Linked DNA regions of Sus scrofa: regions 2 and 3 are each linked to region 1. The links are chromatin contacts, called in public HiChIP or PLAC-seq and promoter capture Hi-C maps. All regions are on one chromosome and are shown on one strand. The core of a region is the stretch at or near the end of the contact, and the rest is flanking DNA. Distances in the headings are between cores, read along the strand shown.

Region 1 (4,584 bases), core at 765-3,264:
GATCTGGCATTGCTGTGGCTCTGGCGTAGACTGGCCGCTATAGCTCTGATTAGACCCCTAGCCTGGGACCGTCCATATGCCGCGGGAAGCAGCCCTAGAAAAAGCAAAAAGACAAAAAAAAGAAAAGAAAGAAACAAAAACATGATAGTAAAGAACTGTTGTTGATTTCTGAGTTCTTTTCTGCAGCCTCCTTCAGGAAGCATTTACTGACCAGCTACATCATGCCAGACATTCTTATCTGCCAGGATAATCCTGCAACATATGTTTGACTCCTGCCTTTAGAGATCAGTCTGTTGTGGGGGGGGGGGGGTGTTGTTAAATAAAGACATCACTACCACACAGAGTCAACACCAGGGACAAGGGAAGCCCAGACAGGCACCTGCTCAGCCAGGATGTCTTTTCCCAACACCCACTTCCTATCTACACCATCAGCCCCAGCCCAGGGTTAGGAACTTCCTGGACCCAGGCAACACTGAACACAAGAGAACCAGCAGCAGGGGCAGTCTCGCTGCACACGCACATATACACAGATATTTTGGTCATTAATTTGTGAGACAAATATTAAGGGTCGTAAACAATCAGGGAATTGACACTCCCAGCTTGGGCCCGAATTCCCTCTGTGAATTCAGACAAGTCACTTCCTGCCCCGGCACTGGTTTCCTTAAAAAACAAACAAACAGAACTATCTAGACGTCCCTTCCTTTAGGCAAAAGCGTCTCTCCCTCTCGCAGTGGCTCCACTCGGTCCTAGTCAGTGAAGGCACTAGAAATGTGAAAGTTTCTCACGAGTCAATGGCATTTGGAATTAACCACGTTCCCATCTATTTTTTTTTTTTTTTTTTTGACACTATGACCGCCCCACCTCATTCTTTTCTCTCACTCACCCTGAAAACCTGGAAGTTTACTATTGGGTCACTTATGAAGCGTCTTCTATGTAAATTTCTCTACTTTTGAGTTAAAAACGAACAAAAAACACTATTCTGACGCGAAATGAAAACCCCTAACTTCTGTGGCTCCCAGTGTGGTTAGGTCAGAGGATCAAACGTGAGAGAAAAAAAAAATACAATACAAAACCAAGCAACTACAAAAAACACTGCAAACCCGAGGGTAGGAGAAACGACGCTGAGGCAGGCCCCACCCGCGAACACAAAGCTTCAAGGCCAGTCCGGACTCCTTAAGGATGCGACCTCCCGGCAAGAAGGAAAACAAAAAGAGCCCAAATCCCCCAAACCAGAGACCGCAGGGGCGGAGACCCGCGCTTAGCGGGCAGAAAGACTGCTGGCCAGCGGGAAGCACCCTCTGGGAGAGCAGCAAGACTGCGCGGGGGGGGGGGTCCGCTCTGGAGGGCCCTCAGACGGATGGCTCTAGGGGAGGTTCAGGAGGAACTAGAAGGAAGGGTAAAGGGAGTCCGCTGGGAAGGGGTGGCAAGCAGACGGCTCTAGGCGAGTCTCCGAAGGACCGGGGAGGGGAGGGTCCGCTCCGGAGAGGGTGCGGGCGAGCAGCTCTAGGTGAGGCTCCGGAGGAACAGGCTGGGGGAAAAGATGAGTCCGCTCGGGAGAGGGCACAGGCGGCAGGTCTAGGAGAGGCTCCAGCGAGACTTCAGAGGGGAGAAGGGAGGGGGAAAGACAGGACAGAGAGAAAAAGGAGGAGCATAGAAGAGGAGAGAAAGAAGGAGAGGCACTCGGGTCGGGGAGTGGGGGGTGCACGGACGGCGTCTCCTGAGGGAGGCTCCGGAGGGACCGCCGGCGGGGTAGGGAAGGGGGGGCGGGCCTGAGGTTCCCTTAGAGGGGCGCAGAGTGGGTAGGCCCGGCCTGTGGGGGGGTCCGCGTCTTCCGGTCCGGATGGGAACAACAGGAACATTCACCTGCAAAGCCTCCGGCCGCGGCCCGGTACCAGAGAAGGAAGGGAGCACAAGGACACTGCCTGGCTCCTCGGCTCAACTGCCTGACGCCAGCGTCCAGGTCGCCGTCCGACGTCACGCCTCCTTGGCGCGCATGCGCACGGCACGCACGGGGCGGGGCGGGCTTAAGTTTCAGCTAGAAAGGCGCTGTAAACCCTGAAGGTGCTTGTAGATACCACCTTCCAATAAGAGGAGGCGAGCAGGGTTTCTTTGAGGAACTAGTGACTCAAAAACTGCGGCGGGGAAAGCACTGTGACTGTCATAAACTTGCTTGTGCAACTGTAAATTGATGCAATCCTGGAGTAAAATTTGATAATATCGAGAGTTTTAAAATAGTTCTTTTTTTTTTTTTTTTCTTTTTTCCACTTCTTGGGCCAGTCCCGCGACATATAGAGGTTCCCAGGCTAGGGGTCTAATCGGAGCTGTAGCCGCTGGCCTATGCCAGAGCCACAGCGACGTGGGACCCGAGCCTTGTCTGCAACCTACACCACAGTTGACGGCAACGCCAGATCCTTAACCCACTGAGCAAGGCCAGGAATCGAACCAGCAACCTCATGGTTCCTAGTCAGATTTGTTAACCACTGAGCCATGACGGGAACTCCTCCTTACTTTTTTTTAATTTTATTGGCATATAATTGGCTTACAAAGTTATGTAAAATAGTTAATACTCTTTAAACCAGTAATTATTTGAGGCCGCTATTCTATAATAAACAGGAACTCCAGCCAAAAATTGTTTACAAGGATGTACATCAGATATTTAAGAAATGGAAATTAAAACACTCCTGGAGTTCCTGTCGTGGCTCAGTGGTTAACGAATCCAACTAGGAACCATGAGGTTGTGGGTTCCATCCCTGGCCTTGCTCAGTGGGTTAAGGATCTGGCATTGTCGTGAGCTATGGTGTAGGTCGCGGACAGGGCTTGGATCCTGCGTTCCTGTGGCTGTGGTATAGGCCGGTGGCTACAGCTCTGATTGGAGCCCTAGACTGGGAACCTCCATATGCCGCAAGTGTAGTCCTAAACACAAAAAGACAAAAAAAAAAAAAAAAAAAAAAAGAAAAAAAGAAAGAAAAACCACTCCTGACTAGGAGTTCCCGTTGTGGTTCAGCAGATTAAGAATCTGACATAGTCTTTGTGAGGATAGGAGTTAGATCCCTAGCCTCTATCAGTAGGCTAAGAATCTGGCTGTTACTGTTGCTGCAAGCTGCGGTATAGGCTGCAAATGTGGCTTGGATCCAGTGTTGCTGTGGCTGTGGTATAGGTCTCAGCTGCAGTTCCTATTTGACACCCTAGCCCAGGAACTTCCATATGCTGCAGGTGCAGCAGTAAAAAGAAAAAAAAAAAATCCTGAACACACTACTATATATAAAATAGAGAAGGAATAGGATTTACTGTATAACACAGGGAGTAAGACTCAATATCTCATAGTAAGCTATAATGGAAAATAATCTGAAAATTATATATATAATACATATACATACATCTAAATTACTTTGCAACACACCTGAAACTGATAGTGTTATATATCAACTATACTTTAAAAAAATGCTGAGATACAATTTCATACCTATCTGTGGCAAAAATGTAGAAGTTCATCTTAAATATGACAAAAAAGTAAAACCACCAGAGCTCATTTCTTACTGGGGATAGGTAGTGTAGCTTGTTTCAAACACTTTGAAGAACAACTCAGCACTACCTAGTAAGTTTTAAGGTGCAGGTACCCTATGACTAAACAATTCTACTTTATGTAAGTGCCTTAAAGCAGCTTTTTTTTTTTTTTTTTTTTTTTTTTTTTTTGGTCTTTTTACCTTTTCTAGGGCCGCTCCCTCGGCATATGGAGGTTCCCAGGCTAGGGGTCGAATCGGAGCTGTAGCCGCCAGCCTACGCCAGAGCCACGTCTGCAACCTACACCACAGCTCAGGGCAAAGCCGGATCGTTAATCATCTGAGCAAGGGCAGGGACCAAACCCACAACCTCATGGTTCCTAGTCAGATTCGTTAACCACTGCGCCACGACGGGAACTCTAAAGCAGTATTTTCAAACTGTTTGACTTTTTCAAACTGTTTGAAGTAAAATAATAAATTTGCTTTGTAATACAGTACATAACACACGTGTCAAAGATTTTATATGAAAAATGTTTTACAAAACAATATTTACCTTACTCTGGTGCCACACACTCTGCATTTTTATTTTCCAGTCTAGCTCATTTTTAATTTTATTTTATTTTTTATTTTTCATTTTGCTTTTAAGGGCCACACCCATCACATAGGGAGGTTCCCAGGCTAGGGGCTGAGTCAGAGCCACAGGCACCAGCCTACCCCACAGCCACAGCAATGCAGGATCCTAGCCAAATCTGTGACCTACACCACAGCTCACAGCAATGTTGGATCCTTAACCCACTGTGTGAGGCCAGGGATTAAACACGCAACGTCATGGTTACCAATCTGATTTGTTTCCACTGTGCCACAATGGGAACTCCTTTTAGTTCATTTTTTAAAATACAGGCAATGAGTGACAAGATCGATTTCATGACCTGAGCTGGGTAGTTGCTGCTGTTCAAGAGAGGGCTGCTCTGATTATCTACTGCTTCATACTGAGCTACCACAAACTTGTACAATTTATTATTCTCAAGTCTCAGAGTACTCTGAGTTGCTATTTCCCTTTATGTTACCTAGTAAGATCAAAGTG
Region 2 (4,584 bases), core at 621-3,120, 1.8 Mb before region 1:
ATTTCCCCCACTATTAATAGTGGTAACTACATTTGCTACAACTGATAGACCTAAATTGACATACCCTTACCACTCAAAGTCCATAGTTTACCTTAGGGTTTACTTCTGATGTTGTACATTCCGTGGGTTTGACAATGTCTACATATACCCATCATGAGAATATCATCCAGAATGCTTTCACTGCCTTAAAAATCATCCTCCCTCCCGCAACTCTTTAGAAATCTTTGTGGTGTTGGAAGAGTTCTTGAGTTTTAGTGGTGGTTACCCAAATCTATACAACTGTTAAAATGACAAAATTATACAAACACATTGTACAAATCTCAGATTTCTGGTTTTGATACTGTACTATAGTTCTTTGAGATGTAACTGCTAGGAGCACTTGGTGAATGGTGCATGGGACTTCACTGTACTATCTCTGCAACTTCTTGTGAATCTGTAATTATCTCAAAAAGTTAAAACAATTTTAAAAAATCTGTTTTTTGGTGAAATAAAATTGCACTGAACTTTCTGAGAAAAATTTAGCGAAACAGAAACTCAACTTTCTTAGAAATTCTGTACTATCACTTATTAACTAAGCAAAGGTTGGTGGTGTTTATACATCAATAGCAGAAGACCAAGTTAAAACAGAGAGTGAAAAGCTCTGTAAAGTGGTGAATTAGAAAACAATTCTTGGGAGTTCCCATCGTGGCTCAGTGGTTGATGAACCCAACTAGCATCCATGAGGACAAGGGTTCCACCCCTGGCCTTGGTCAGTGGGTTACGGATCTGGCATTATTATGAGCTGTGGTGTAGGTCACAAACGTGGCTCAGATCCCAAGTTGCTGTGGTCTGGTGAAGGCTGGAGGCCACAGCTCCTAGCCTGGGAACTTCCATATGCCGCTGGTGCAGCCCTAAAAGACAAAAAAAAAAAAAAAAAAAAGAAAGAAAACAATTCTCTTTTTTTGTGGAAAGCATCACATGAAAAGGGGCAAAAAACACACAATGGACAGCCACTAACACAAAATCTCCCTCAAGAAATAAACTTAAAATGGTCATTTCCAGTTCTTAAAATTATCTGCACTCCTTTTATTCCAGCAAGGAACTGAAAACCCAACAGTCAGCTAGAGGTTCTTAAGCACAGTACAAATTGAGGGGGGTGTTTTAGTCCTTGTTCTGTCTGGCATTCTCAAGGGAAGGACTGTACGCCACAATCGAGTCAGTTAAAATTGTACACTTTCTTAAATTACTTTTTAATGTACTTTTGGTTTCTAGTTCACTTTATTAGTTAAAAAATACCCTCCAAAGATGTATTCATATCTGGCGGCTAAAATGATCTGCCCAATGTCACATATGCTAAAACAATTTTACACAGATTTATATTTTCAAAAAAAAAAAAAAAAAAGAAGCAAAGGACAAAGTAATCATTGCAGATTAAGTTGCCACTGACCGTATAAAATAAGCTAAATCGTTTCATAAAATTTAAAAAAATCTTCCTTTCCCTTGCTCCCTGGAACGAAAGCTATCGAAATCTAAGGTTTAAAATAAAGTCGAAGATGCTCAAAAACATTGTCACTTTGTCCTTTACTGTGCAACAGCTTTTTTAATAAAGGGTTTAAGGAAGTAGACTTTGAAGCTCCTCCGAGTCCCAATCTGCAAAAAGTATGAAACCCCTTTCCGGTCGCACCACGTGGTGAAGCTTTTGGGTCTTAGCTGCCTGCCTAAACAACGCCCCAGGACTTGCAGACCCGAGCCTCCGTGGCTATACTAAACAGCTGGAAGCTACAAAAGAGGCGTGGCCTTCTCGGATGTAAGATGGCGGCCGCGCGACGCTCTGGGCGGTCCCCGCCGTGACTCAGTAGCCGGAAGTCCTCCGACTCCAGCCAGTAGGAAGCGGAAGTAAAGGGCGGTCGGCTGCTGGTCTTTAGCTTTGCGAGGCCGGCTTGTGAGCCGAGCCGCGGGAAAGGCGCGTGTCGGCCGCTCACTGGCGCAGCTGCTGCCCTCTCCGCAGCTGCCCCGCCCCACCCCGCTCCACCCTGCTCCGGCCTTGTCCCAGGTGCCGTCGCAGACGGAGCGCGGCCCCGGCATGGGCTGGAAAGGGGCTGCGGGCGGCGCGTGTGCCGCCGCTGCGCGGCCGGTGACAGGTACCCCTTGGGTGGCGTGGGACGGTCTCGCGGTCAGGAGAGGGTCTGGGGCACGAGGCGATTCCGTGTCCCGGTCACCTTGCGCTTCCGTTTCTTCCCTGACTCAGTTTCCCCTCCCGTGTCCCAACCTTCCCCCCTCAATGCGAGTGACCCGAGTTATCCCTCAGTGTCTTCTGGGCAAGGTATCGTTTGTGCGAGGGTAGCCGCAGGCTCTCTCTACCCCTTTGAGCCTTCATAGAAGAGCTTGGAGACCCATGTGCTCAAGTGCAGACGCAGGTGGGGGAAGTGCCCTGACATGCATTTAGATTAAGCCTGACCCTAAGTAGGTTGAGAACCAGCAGTTTGCAGGACCCCGATAGGAGAACGAACGGAACTTTTTATAGATTTCTCTTTTCCCTAAAATGAATTCAGGTGCTGAATATAGGTTGCCGTTTTCATTTAATACGAGGATCCGTTGGCTGGAAATTGGATGATCCGGTTTCACTTTTAGTGTGGGACCTGCCAGAGGAGTAAGATCTGCGTACATCGCCAATAAGTTATGGGTGTGAACTGTTCATGTTCTTTGGCCAGAAACTCTAGATTGTTTTGCATTTCTTGCCAGATTTGAGAACTAGCATATTTTGTTCATTGGAGGTCGTGGGGTCTTATGCCTTCCTGTGCTACACTATTTTGGAAAAATTCATCATGCGCTTGGCTGTCCAATTGTAGTGTGATGTTTGAAGACATTTTAAATAGCTATATGACAACACTACAAAATTTGGGATAATTATAGCCTTTCCATTTGACTTGCTTTTGATGAACTTAGCTGAAACTCATTTTTATTAAAGGAAATAAACATTGCTTTGTACAGTACCATGGCGTCTTCACAATGCATGTTTAACTTGAGGGAAATAAACTGGAGAAAATTCTATTAGACTTTTTCTCCAGTTACTGGTGGTCGTTTTCATATCAGATATACAATATCTCTTTTTAATTGGAAATTAGGTGTTTTTGGTTCAGGGCAAATGAGTTTTGCTAAAAGGTATAAATGTATATTAAGTTTAATTATTTCAGAAGTAAGTTTATTTCTCAAGAGTGAGTACTTCCTAATATTTTCCCTCGCTCTTGTCATACATGTTGAAACTCAGATGGCTGTTTTTTTACTTGGAGGGTGCAAGTGGTTTTTTTAAAATTTTATTTTAAAGCATTTGGTAGCTATTTTCTTCAACTTAAAAATGGAGAAAAAAGATTGGTACTGATTAGAATCTTATGCCTCTTCTGTTTTCCAAAAGTGAAAAACATTTGCCATAATATAACTTTGATAAGTATTTCTGATATCTTACTGTAGATAAATGAACATGGGATAGTATCTTTAATTTAAACTAAAGAAACTGGGCCACACACTCAATCTTGCAGATGATACATTTGGGCCCAGAACTTATTGAAGACTTTTTAATTTGTCCATCATGGCATAAGCATTATGCCTATGATTATGCAGTGCCACATTGCAGATTCTGACAGCTGTCATTTCCTAGACTATTCCTTTTTATAAGCAACCTTTAGTCAGGACCACTAGGGTCAGGTTGATAAGGGGTCTTTTAAAAGGAAGGTATCCTCAAACAAAAGGCCCCTCGGTGAGGTTCTTACCTTCTGCTCCTCTGGACAGCCTTTTCTTCTGGTGTTATCTGTGGTGTCAAGGATGTGGGGTCTGGATGGGAAAATTCTTCTTCAATGTATAGCTTTCTTCCCTTTCCCATCTCTAATGGTGCTATGCTGTGTCCGAAGAACTTTCTGTCTCTTTAAGACAGAGCGAGGGGATCTCTGGGTGAGTCATGGTGCTTATTGTTTTCATTTTCACTCTTTTTAAGTCCTAGGTTTTCGGTAGCATCTTTGCTTGTGGTGCCACCTTCCACTGGCTTTCACTCATCCCTTAATGAACAGTCTGTGTTGATTTTATTTTCAGTGCCTCCTGTGTTCCAGGCATTTTGCTAGGCATGTGACTGTGGCAGACAGAACTCTCTGCTCTGGAGGAGATCACATTTGGTCCCCAAAGCCAGCCCAAGTGTGGATCTGTCAGTGGTTGCTAGATTTGGTTTAGTCCCAACTTCAGACCCACACTGTTAGTGTTAAGATTGAAACTCTAGCTCTCTCACCCACCTGAGTCTGAAGGACTCTGCCTGTAGAAAATCCTTGGACTTACCTTGGGTCTCATAATAAAGCCCTTTGCTATGTCTGGGTCTCCACAGGATGAATTCTCACTCCTTCTTAAAGCCGGAGAACCAGGGCAGATAGCATGCCATTGGAGAACTTTGGAAAACAGGCAAATGTGGGTTCCAAGCATGGCTGTATATTATTTGGTCAAGTAACTTAGCCTCTCTGAGCTTCCATGTTGTTATTTTTAAAGTGGAGATGCTCCTGTGTCACCATTATGCAGCCTATTTATGGACCATCTGCTGTTTGCCAGGCACTGTGCTGTTCGATGTGG
Region 3 (4,584 bases), core at 1,314-3,813, 1.6 Mb before region 1:
CTGACCTCCCTTGTGCAGCACTTGGTGGCCCCCTTCTGTGGGGTGGCTGGGCCTCTTGTTCTGGTGGACAAACTCTGGAAAACGGAGGCCAGGGTCCTTCATCCTGGTGACCCAGAGGGAAAAACAGCCTCAAGAAGTGGGGCCGCAGGACAAGTGTCCTGGTCGCAAACTAGAGCCCAGGACTGCTTGGCAAGCTTGACTTGGGTCTCCAGTAGTCCTGGAATGAGGTCTGCACACTGTCCCCTCCAGGGCTCTGGAGGGGCCAGTGTGGCTGCCAGCCCCCAGGTCCAACCTGGTCTGGCACAGAGTGGTTGGACTCTGGGGAGTAGCGGGGTGAGGGTGGGTGGCTACCAGCCCCCAGGTCCAACCTGGTCTGGCACAGAGTGTTGGACTCTGGGGAGTAGTGGGGTGAGGGTTGGTACAAGGCCAGGAAAGTACATCTACGTGGTGCAGCCCAAATGCTGGGCAGGAAGCAAGGCTTCAAGGGCCTAGATGGGCAGACTGAGAACCGACATAGCCTTAAGGGACCAAAACATTACCCCTCAGGCTGGGAGCTGCTGCTAGTGGGGGGGACAGCCAAGGGAAAGTGGTGAGCCACACCCTCCCCCCAGCTCTAGGGCCCCAGTGGCTGACAGTCTGGGAAAGACCATGAGGGAAGGACTGAAGGCTGAGCAAGGACAGTTCCAAGCTGGCTGGATACCAAACCTTCATTCTCCAAATGGACCAAGATCTGCACCTGCAAGCTAGGAAAGCTGAGGAACACAGCTCCCCAATGGCCAGGCTGGCCGAGAGAGAACTCGGTCTTAAGACAAATGTGGAAGAGAAACAAAAGGCAGGCAAGAAGACCTTCCTCCTGGCCCTTCCCAGCCCCAACGTCCTGGGGAAAAGACCCCATAGGGCACCATCACAAACAGAAGAAAAAGAACCCCAACTTTAACCCTTGGAAATCCAGTATCCTGGGGAGAGAGGAGGGTCTTTCTGCATACAAAGTGCTTCCCAAAAGAGCTCCCCGCCCCCCAGATCAATCTTCACAGCAGTGGGGGCCCCCAGCGAAGGCGTCTGGCTGCACAGGTGCCCCTGGCCAGCTCAGCTCCCCACAGCCTGCTGCTGGCCTGCTTCTGCTCCTCTTTGCCCTCGTTTTGGCCCACCTCTTAGGGGCAGGCAGTCCTGCCTCCTCCCCGCCCCCAGCCCCAGGTGACACTAGGGCCTTTGTTCTACCTGCCACTTGGGCAAGGCTGAGCCAACCCCCTCCTCTGGCAGCTCCTCCCCAGCCCTCTCAAGATAGACTGGCTGGGGGGGGGGCGTGGAAGGGGGGCGCTTCACTTCTCTCACTTCCGATGTGGACTGGAGCGGAACAGTGAGGGTGGCACACCAGGTGGCCTTCACACACAGAGGAACGCGTGTTCCCATCCGAGGATAGGCCAGCCTGGACTGCCAGCGCGGTCTTGGGGCGGGGGCCCCGGGAAGCCCGGGCGCTGTGCAGCTCTGCGAGCGGTGGGGAAAAGTAAAGAGGCACGGAGGAGGAGGTGAGAGCGGAATCAGAGCGCAGGGACCACAACGGGCCGCAGCAGACCAACTGGGGCACCTCGAGGTCAGGAAGGGGTCCAGAGGGGCTGCGGCGAATGGGGGCCCCCGAGAGGGCAGGAGAGAGGGGCACGGTGGGAAGGGCCGGCCCAGGACCGCCCGGCGGGGGTCCGGGCCCGGCCGCCAGCTGGCACTCCGCCGCCCTGGCCCGACGGCGGGATCGGTGGCAGGCGCTCACCTGGGCGTGCGCAGCGCGGCGGGGTCGCGGCGGTCCAGCACGCCGGGCACGCAGTTGGTGAGCTCGGTCCAGTCGGCGTGCAGTCCGCAGCTCCAGCCCGTGGAGAAGCGGGAGAAGAGCCAGGTCTCGCGGCGGTTGGGCCGGTAGCAGGTGCACTTCTTCTGGCCGGGCCGGCAGTCGCAGGGCACCTCGAGGCGCACGTTCTGCACGAGGTGACGGCCGAAGGTGGTGCCGCCCGTTTTCTGGATGTGCAAGAAGACTATCACGTCGTCGCCCTTCATGTCGAAGTGCAGCGAGCGCTCCAGCTCGCGCACCGGGAAGTAGTACTTCTTCTCGTAGTGCGGGTCGGGCGTGGGGAAGAGGTCCAGGTCGTCGGGCGGCGCGCGGCCGCCGGGCGCGCCCAGGCTCAGCCCCGGGCCCGCGTACTGGTAGAGGATGAGCATGAAGCACGCCGAGCCCGCCACGACCAGCACGAACTTGCTGGCGCGCTCAACCATGGTCCTGCTGCCAGCGCGCCGCCGCCGCATGTGTCACCATTGCCGGCAGCCCGGGCGCGGGGCGCGGGGCCTGGAGGGCGGGGGGCGCGGGAGCAGTTGCCTCTGCCGCCGCCGCCCGCGCTCCGGCCCGGCCCGGCTACTCGGCGCCCAGGCCGCCCGCAGCGGCGCGGGCCGCGGCCCTGCGTGGCGCCATGGCTGTTCTCCACCCGGCCCCCGATCCCCAGTCCGACCCCAGTTTGGCTCCGGCTCGGCTCCGGCCCGGCCCCGGCCCGCGCCCCCCGCGGCCCCGCGCCGGCCACTCCGCTCCGCGCCGCGCCGCGCCGAGAACGCTCTGCGCCGCCCAGCGCGCCGCCGCGTCTCCGCAGTCCGCCGCCGCCCCGCCCCTGCCCGCCCCCGGCCCGCCCCCGCCGCTCCTCTTGCCGTCGCCGCCCGCGCGAACCTGGGCCCCGCCCCCAGAGCTCAGAGCTGCAGGCCGGCACCCAGCTTCCGCGACGCGGGTCTCCGGCCTCGGCTAGGCAGCTCCGAGGCGGGCAGCGGGGTCTGTCTTTCCGTTCACAGAGGCGTGGAGAACGGCTGGGGAAACGTGTAGCGGGCGCGCACTGACCTTCTGGGCTGGAGGGGGCCCCGTGGCGGCCGGTGCTTTGGGGCCTGGGTCCCTGTCCCTGCTTCAGTGGAGGGAAAACCTTGACTTTGCACACTGGATGTTCTGAAGTTCCAAAAGCGGGGGGGGGGGGGGGGAATAGATTTGATGGGATGTGAGGCTGGGGGAGCGGTCTAGGAGAAAAAGGGACGGTAGGGGGCCTGGGTCTAAGGGCAGTGGTCAGACTCTCTTCCCCCTCCCCCCACCGTGGCTGTGGGACAATGACCCAGAGGCCCTCTTGGAGAGATGCCGAAGGGTCCGCGGAAGCTTTGGGAGCTTTATGCAGTCCCTCATTCTTTCAAAGGGCTTTTAACCAATGTGCATTTTTTCCCTCCAGGTTTATTCAGATCCCAAGGAAGAAGTTAGAAAAAGTTGAGCCAATATTTAAAATTGTGAGGGTCCACAAGAACACCCCAACCTCTGGCTTTGGAAGGTGGGTCAGTGGATCTGGCGCCCTGTCCCGTCCGCTTTGGGACCGAATGTCCCTGTCTGCTTTAGCCCAGCTTGCCCTCCACCTCCTTCCATCTTGGGCCCTGGGCCAGAACCTCTGGAACCCACACTGCCAGGAATTGCACAGAACAGGAGGTGGGTCGGGATATAAAATGACCTGCTGAGACTCTCAGCGCCCCTGGGTCTCTGGGCTGGTCCCTTGTTTTTGAACTCAGGCCAAGTGGTCTCCATCGAACCTGGGCTGCCTGGCCTGGGATCAGATGCCCACATCACCCCCTTTTTGGGGCTCCCAGTGGTTTCCATTCTGTTGTAGGTCCTGAAAGCATGGGGGAGAAGGGGTTGTGAGGTTTTATTGTGTCCATTATATTTCAGTAAAGCTCTTGAAAATATATTGAATCACACCAGAAATCTCTTCTGGAAGCAAACCTGGAGAACTGGAAAAACAACCAATGACACCCCAAAATCCAACTCAGGAGGGAGCATGCAATTGTCAGAAGTGGCTGAAGGCATACCCACTGAGCACAATACACAGTGACCAAGGGCCTGTTGCAGGTGGGTGGGGTGGGGTGACCAGTCCCTGGTGTGACCTGGGGCCCCAAAGTCCCCTCCCATCCTGTGACTGCTTTAAAGTTGTACCTGGCCCAGGAAGCCTTGTGGGTGGTTGGGTCAGACTTCTCCAGCAAGGACTCATTCTTGTCAGGAGTGGGGGCTGGGCTGGCACAGTGGCGAGCCTGGAGTCACCTGCTTCTGTCTGTTGTCACTTGACCTTGTTTTGGCCGGAGAAGTCTTCCTTCACCGCCCAGCAGGCAGCAGCTCAAGCCTGGAGGGCACAGCTGCCCTGGGTCAACTCAGTGGGCGTCCTTCCCCAGAGGACAATCCTCTACCAAGTGTTGAATCATAACTGACATTTTTTTTTTTTTTTTTGGTCTCTTTAGGCCGCACCCACAGCATATGGAAGTTCCCAGGCTAGAGGTCAAATCAGAGAAGCAGCTGCTGGCCCACGCCACAGCCACAGCAATGCCAGATCCTTAACCCACTGAGTGAGGCCAGGGATCGAACCCTCGTCCTTGTGTATACTAGTCTAATTCATTTCTACTAGACCACAAGAGGAACTCCCATAACTGAGGGGTGTTCTATATCCAGAGATATGGGGCACCATTCACTGCAGATGTGTCATTTCTGATCCCATCAGTGAGTCTCCAGAGTAGAGTCTGACACCCATTTTTTTTTTTTTT

Evidence for each region. Promoter capture Hi-C pulls out the DNA fragments that hold promoters and counts their contacts. HiChIP or PLAC-seq counts read pairs in DNA pulled down with a chosen protein or histone mark.
Region 2: a promoter capture Hi-C map of fetal skeletal muscle shows a contact between it and region 1, with 5 times the contacts expected there. The contact joins the promoter of UGGT1 here to the promoter of PLEKHB2 in region 1. A contact is called at or near these places in 1 of 5 promoter capture datasets (fetal skeletal muscle) and 1 of 2 datasets of contacts at active chromatin or transcription factors (alveolar macrophages).
Region 3: a contact with region 1 is called in an H3K27ac HiChIP or PLAC-seq map of alveolar macrophages. The contact joins the promoter of HS6ST1 here to the promoter of PLEKHB2 in region 1. A contact is called at or near these places in 1 of 5 promoter capture datasets (fetal skeletal muscle) and 1 of 2 datasets of contacts at active chromatin or transcription factors (alveolar macrophages).

Annotation. Positions count from the first base shown.
Region 1 is chr15:57,425,689-57,430,272 of Sscrofa11.1, reverse strand. PLEKHB2 (pleckstrin homology domain-containing family B member 2) reads right to left here and starts at 2,014. Exons shown (of 8, transcript XM_021076267.1): 1 at 1,864-2,014.
Region 2 is chr15:59,262,339-59,266,922 of Sscrofa11.1, reverse strand. It overlaps UGGT1 (UDP-glucose:glycoprotein glucosyltransferase 1), which reads left to right and starts at 1,870. Exons shown (of 40, transcript XM_021075942.1): 1 at 1,870-2,120. The coding sequence starts at 2,063.
Region 3 is chr15:59,064,427-59,069,010 of Sscrofa11.1, reverse strand. It overlaps HS6ST1 (heparan-sulfate 6-O-sulfotransferase 1), which reads right to left and starts at 2,563. Exons shown (of 2, transcript XM_003133399.6): 1 at 1,763-2,563. The coding sequence starts at 2,289.